Linked DNA regions of Rattus norvegicus: region 1 is linked to region 2. The links are chromatin contacts, called in public Hi-C maps. All regions are on one chromosome and are shown on one strand. The core of a region is the stretch at or near the end of the contact, and the rest is flanking DNA. Distances in the headings are between cores, read along the strand shown. Region 1 overlaps Tgfbr3 (transforming growth factor beta receptor 3). Region 2 holds the start of Tgfbr3 (transforming growth factor beta receptor 3).

Region 1 (3,390 bases), core at 174-2,673, 120 kb before region 2:
CTGCTTGGTCTTGTTAGGAAACACCTCGCTCAGTGTTCCACAGTGTGGGAGGCAAGCACAGACCCAGTGTGGGGACCTTGCCGGTGCCTCTCCACCGGTGACTCTCAGCCAGGGACGATTCTGTTCCTCAGGGGGGCATTTGGCAATGTCTGTCAAGAAATAATTTTGATTCTCATAACCAGGAGGAGGTGACGCTGGTATCTCATCTAGCCATCCTATGATGACGTGTGGAGCGGCTCCAACAAAGAATTATCCACAGTGCCACTTCGTTGAGTCTGAGCAAACTTGCTGAAAACGCTGACGGTACACGCTGGGAAGGCTGCGGCAGCGACCATGGAGTAATGACCCAGTGTCATTACTTGACATTACCGAGTGTCATTACTACCCAAATATTGGCTCCACTCCCCAGGATGAACCCCTAGTCACCCCACTTTAAGGTGCATATCAGGTTTCGATCTTTCTTGTTTCCATAGTTATTTACTTTGTGTGTGTGTGTGTGTGTGTGTGTGTGTGTGTGTCCCTGGGCGTGTATGGAGGTCAGAGGACAACTGGAGGGGTTGTCAGGCTTAGTAGCAGGCACTGGGTCATCTCACAAGGCCCTGTGAGTCCTTAACGTTTAAGGAAGCCTTTCTGGTCTGTACTGGCTCAGGAAGCACGAAACCAATCATCAATAAACTGGGTATAAAAACTATGTCCTAAATAAACACTAGCTGCCCACCAACTATGAGTCAGGCACAACCACCAGCCCTTCGAGTGCCTCGAGTTACAGGTAACGATGACTCAGTCCTTGGTCTGCTCAAGGGAAGCCAGTGTCAAAGGTCACCAACCATCTTCTTGCCTCTACTAACCAAGCCACTCCTGGGTATCTCTGCGGGGGTGTGGCCACGCCCCAACACCGAACCCTAAACCATCTTCACCAGATCTCGTGACTTTAGCCCCACAGTAAAATCTTCTTGCTGCTGGGAAGAACTGACACATTTTTATTCAGCTTCTCACTGAAAGAATAAAACCCACAGCAGGGCAGGGTAGGCCTTGACCCATGCCGGCATCGATGTGCATGTGAAGGTGAGGATCCTGAGATGTTCGTGGTTTGCCTCCCTTTTCGTGCTATAGACGTGCAACTTAACTCTGGGTTTCAAATGCATTGTGCAAAGCAAACTCCCCCCCCCCAGAGTGAACGAAGAGATGTGTCACACTGGTGCATTCCACGGGCAAGAAGAACAGTGCAACAGGGAGGGGTACACGGCAATGTGGAATGTGGCCTGAAGTCATGAAAGAGCCACGTGACGGTGGGGCTCAAGCAGGGGCCGCTCCTGCTGATCGGTCCTCCCTGCCACACACCAGCAATGCTGCCCCAGTGTAGTTCTCTCCAAGCAGCCCCAAAGTTCATAAACTCAGAGCTGAGGAATTTGGAAACGGAGTTAACGCCACTCCTCAGGCACATTCCAATACAGAGAGAGGGAAGTGGCCAGGGGCAGGGAGGTGTCCCTGACTACAGGTCAATGGAAATTTTCTGCTTTCGAAAGTGGTTAGTCAGCGTGCTCTCCCCTCAGCCACCAGCCCTGTAGGCCCTGCAAAGGCCCCTCCCAGCCATGGTGGAGTTGTAGATGTCGTGCACGGGTAGCTCCCACAATCCTTAGGACCAGAAATGGACCAGAATTCCATAGAGAAAGAATCCTCAGAGAGACTAAGAGTCTCCCTCAGCACCAGGGCAAGACCCACGCATGAGGCTTGGACTTGCAGTCACAGCAGGCTTCTGTTCCAACTCCTCCAGAAAGAGCCCCACACTCAAAACTGACAAGTTCCTTTCCTTTCCTTCCCTTCCCTCCCCTTCCCTGTGTGTGTGTGTGTGTGTGTGTGTGTGTGTGTGTGTGTGTATTGTGTATTGTGTATTGTAGTAGTAGTAGTAGTAGTAGTAGTAGTAGTAGTAGTAGGCACATTTGGCAAGAGACAGATCTGGAGGTCAGAGGACAACTTGTAGAAGCCAGTTATCATCCTCCACTGAGGAGACCCCTGCACCCTTGTTTGATAAGCCATCTTTCAAGCCCTACTCTCTTATCAGCCAATCCCATTCCTTCACCAGTGTTCCATATTGTAACCTGGAAAATCTTCCTAAAATGCAAACAGGTGATATTACAGAACAGCATCCTTTTACAAATACATAAAATTTATTTAATGAGAGTACATTGTAGCTGTCTTCAGACACAGTAGAAGAAGGCATCAGATCCCATTACAGATGGTTGTGAGCCACCATGTGGTTGCTGAGATTTGAACTCAGGTCCTCTCTGGGAGAGCAATCAGTGCTCTTAACCGCTGAGCCATCTCTCCAGCCCCTTAAGTATCTTAATGTGGCACATAGCTGGGGAAGAGGCGAGTCTCTGCCCCTCCCCCTCTATTTCATACCACTCTACCACATGCCCAGAATTCAGCCCAGAGAACCAATCACTGCTGTAGAACAAACGACCTAATGCTGGGCCTTCTCTCTTCCTTCCCTGCCTAGATCACTCGGCTGTGCCCTCCGCACCTGGCCAACAGGCTCCTTTCCTCCATGCCCTTCTCTGTGAGGCCTTCCATGCTCCCTGTTCTCCTCAGGGCCTCCTGCCCATCCCTGCCCTCCTATAACAGTTCCTACATACTGACACACCCGCCATCTTCCCTTGACACAGAACACCTGAGGGCCAAGGAAGCAAGCTTTCATTGTGAATTTTGTCAGCTGGTACAGTGCGTGATGCAAGGCAGGGTTAATGATTGCTTGTTGATGGGACCCTTCTTGATGTCACTTACAGGAAAATCACTTTCACCCCAGAGTTTCTAGCTTCCCCGCCTCCCCCAGAAAATGACTCTCAGCCAGGCTTTAAAGCTAATGATTTTGGTTTCTCACCTAATAACTCTAGCTAAAGACCAATTATTAGAGCGTACTTAGCAGTTCCGTGTCTCCACCCACTGAACTTTCCTCCTGCTTTCTAATTAAAACCCAACCCCCTGACGTTCCCTGACATGACAGACGTCTTCCTGTGGGAATGCACAGAACGCTGAGCTCCAGGGAGCTCCACTCTTAGCAAGGGCCCGTTGAAGGGACAATCACTCAGTTATTTTGTGATCTAACAAATCCAGGGAAGCTGAGGTACACCTGAGTCCCTTCCTTACCAGAATGTTCTTTCCTGCTCGAACTGTACACAGCATTGGTATTTTTAAATTCAAGTTATGCTACCAGATTTTTTTTTTTTTAAGAGCAGAACATCTCTCTATCTGCCAAGGTTGGGAGTTTTATTACAAGAACTTACGGCGAGGCTACAAGAGCCAAGTCTATTATTTTTTCTGGATAAGATTCAATAGCCTCGTCCAAAAGTACATGAAAAAAAAAGCCAGGAGGCATCCAGCCTTTTGTTT
Region 2 (2,981 bases), core at 438-2,937:
ACAACGTCTGGTGGATTAATAAAAGTAATAAAGAATAAAGATCCAAACTAACACAAGTCAGAGTTCTATTTATAATTATTTGGACCCAGGCTTGGAGAAGCTGGATTCTGGCTCCTGCAAAGTACATACATGTATGATCACCTAAATTAATCACAGATAATCTATCTGTGTTTCAAAGGGTATATTCAACTCGAACAGGAAGCTGGGCGAGAACGGAGGGCCAAGGACTTCGCCATGACCCAAGCAGCATTGGGTTAAAAGTAACAGAAAGCTGTATATGATTTCTGGACTAGCGTCTAACATGTGATCTGTAAAATGGGCCCACTAAAATCACTTTTAACCATAGAGTTGGGGTGGTCCTTAAGTCCTGACAGGTACTAGCTGGAGTTGCTGGAGATACTGACACACAGGAGGGGATCAATACACTCCGGTTTGAGTACCTCCAAAGAACCAGCTAAGCTCTCCCTAGAATTATCCGCTACAATCTGAAAGAGGGCCATTCCCGGGATATTAAAGGATCCCGTTACGGTTTTCTGTTTTGTTTTTGTTTTGTTTTGTTTGCGTGTGGGTACTCTCCAAAGCCGCTCACTTCTTCAAAGGAAGAAGAAACTTTTAAGTCGGCTGGTTCTTCACCTCAGTGGGTCACTCGCAGGATCCCTCCCCTCGCGGCTCTCCTGTCACCGCAGGGCGCAGCACGGGGCGCAAACACCTGTGCAGCGCTCGGCGGCGCGGTCCCAGTCCGGAACATATGTGCACTCCTCCAACCGCACAGCCACCTTGGGGGACCGAGTCCTCCCAGTTCACAGCTAGCGGAGCGACCGTTTGCACGAACACCTAAAGCCTCGGTAACTGGGGCTCGTCACGCCAGCAGTCTGCACTCCTGTCGGGTACGGGAAGGTGGGACAAATGTCCCAATCAGCCCAACTCTGCAAGCGGATTCCTCTAGCAACATCCATGAGTTTCAAGTTTGTCCCAACCAAGTTCACACTCGCAGGGAGCCTCTACCATCAGCGGGAGCGCGGCGGGATTAACCCGGGCGCGTCCTCCGCTGCGTTTTCAGGACTGACTCCCCGAGCCAGGGAGTGGCCGTCAGGGACCCTGGACTGGCGTGGGCGCGCGTGTCTCGCGGCCGCGGCCTCTGCTATCCATCAGGGTCCAGCGCCCACCCACGCTGTCACGCGCCGGGAGGGCAGTGGCCTGCGGCCCCGCAGGGGACTAGGAAACCGCGGAGAGGAAGAGCGAAAGCGGGCGTGGGGAACTCCTTCCTGGAGCTGCCCACCCGGGACCGCCGCGGATCCTGGTTCCGCTCAGCGTCAACCCGGCCCGGCCAAAGCCAGGTCCCGGGCTCTGGGTCCCGGGTGACCCGAGCAACCCCGCGAAGCAGGCACCGACTCGCACCGCGCAGCGTGCACAGCCGCTCACCGGGCGCCGAGCAGCACGTACCTCGCAGGCAGCGTGTCCAGGACCGGTCGTCCGCCGCGAGGTGGAGGAGTTACTAGCCGAAGCGAGTCCCCGCGCCCAGCGCGCGCAGGCGGCCGCGAGCTCAGCAGCCGCAGTGCAACTGCGCCATCCGGACCCCGCCGGGGACTTTCACCTCCTGCCGGGAGCTCGCGGAATCGCGCAGCGAAAGTGGCCTGGAAGGACAGCAGCCCGCTTTCTCCTCTCCCCACTGTCTCTCACTGCCAGGGAGGAGGAAAGTGGCGCTCGGCGTCCCCGAAAGCCTGGATCACCCCCATCGGGCCCGTGCGGCGCCCTAGCTCGGCCGCGCACACGCGCGGGCGGGGTCGGGCGCGCAGCCACAGCAATCAGCGCGAGGGGGGAAGGGCACTGCGGGCCTTGGGGGCTCGGCCGCCTAGAAACTCCTCCTCCTGCCCCTCCTCTCCTCCTCCTCCACTGCTGATGGATGAGCCGAGAGAGCTTGCTCCAGCCTGCGCTTCCCTTCGGGCAGAGAAGGCTGGGGCTGGAAGGAGAGAAAGGAAGTCAGGGAGCGGCCCGGGATGGGGTAACAGCTGGGGATCCCTGGCCTGGGAGAAGTGTGGGGTACCCGGGATGTGGCGATCACTGAGGGGACTCGCTGCCTCTCTCTGGATCCTTCAAACTACCAGGGTCTTAAGAGAAGATAGGGACCGTGGTTGTCGATATCAAAATTCTTTTTTAAAATATCTCAGAGAAGCCCACTCCTACATCGCAGCCCCGTGCACATACATTCATTCTGCCCCAGTTTGGGTTTTCTCCCGGTTCTGGTTATCATGCTCTTTCTCTGTACAGCCTGGCACAGAGTGCCTTCTCTAGCTATTGTGCTACCTGAATTCCAACCCTGCAGTCTCCCCATGGCCCTGAGTGTGAAGGACAGGCGAGCACGCAGGGTCCCGCCTGCACGCATGTGCCGGCGACATGCACCTTGCAAGGCTTGAACGCCACTACTTCAATCACCAACACAACTCTGATGCTCTGTTTACACTTCGCTTTCTGTTGAAAGGTGAATTGCCCATTGGGGCCATAGTTCAGTAGTAATGTTATGTGCCCAACATACACAGAGCCCTGAGTTTGATCCCCAGCCCCCCATACAACCAAGTATGGCAGGAGGATCAAAAGTTCAAAAACAGCCTTGACCAGAGTGAGGTCAGAAGACAACTTTCTCCCTTTCCACCACGTAGGGCCCAGGAATCCAACTTAGGTGCAGTTCTTCAGGCTTGGCAGCAAGCACCTTGACCCACAGAATTCTGTCACCAGCTACTTCACCGGAAACTCTACCAGTGACACAGCAGATGAAGTGACAGAAGTGACTGGTTCAAAGACAGGTTTCCAGTCTTGACAGTTGTTGGATAATCAGGGAACCTTTGCACAAATGAGGGACCCAGTTAGACTTCTGTAATTTTAATTTTTAAAGTCTATTTTTTAATGATGGTTCTTAGACACCTTAACCTCCCTTCTAGCCCATCACCCACCAGAGAGGTAGGAAAAAGGAAAGGGTAACAGGG

What was found. A called contact is a pair of places that touch in the nucleus more often than the background predicts.
Region 1: a contact with region 2 is called in a Hi-C map of the A7r5 cell line, with 2.3 times the contacts expected there. The contact joins the enhancer-like site here to the promoter of Tgfbr3 in region 2. A contact is called at or near these places in 3 of 12 Hi-C or Micro-C datasets (the A7r5 cell line, the Rat2 cell line and psoas muscle).

The regions. Positions count from the first base shown.
Region 1 is chr14:2,755,979-2,759,368 of GRCr8, reverse strand. The region is part of intron 4 of Tgfbr3 (transforming growth factor beta receptor 3); the gene reads right to left. Among named protein-coding and RNA genes, the nearest start is that of Tgfbr3, 120 kb to the right of the region's middle. Within about 2 kb of position 1,423, at least 23 of the 93 cell types and tissues checked have an H3K27ac peak or open chromatin away from gene starts, as enhancers often do. A contact at or near this core is called in the A7r5 cell line, where this site is marked.
Region 2 is chr14:2,633,000-2,635,980 of GRCr8, reverse strand. Tgfbr3 (transforming growth factor beta receptor 3) reads right to left here and starts at 1,687. Exons shown (of 17, transcript NM_017256.1): 1 at 1,444-1,687.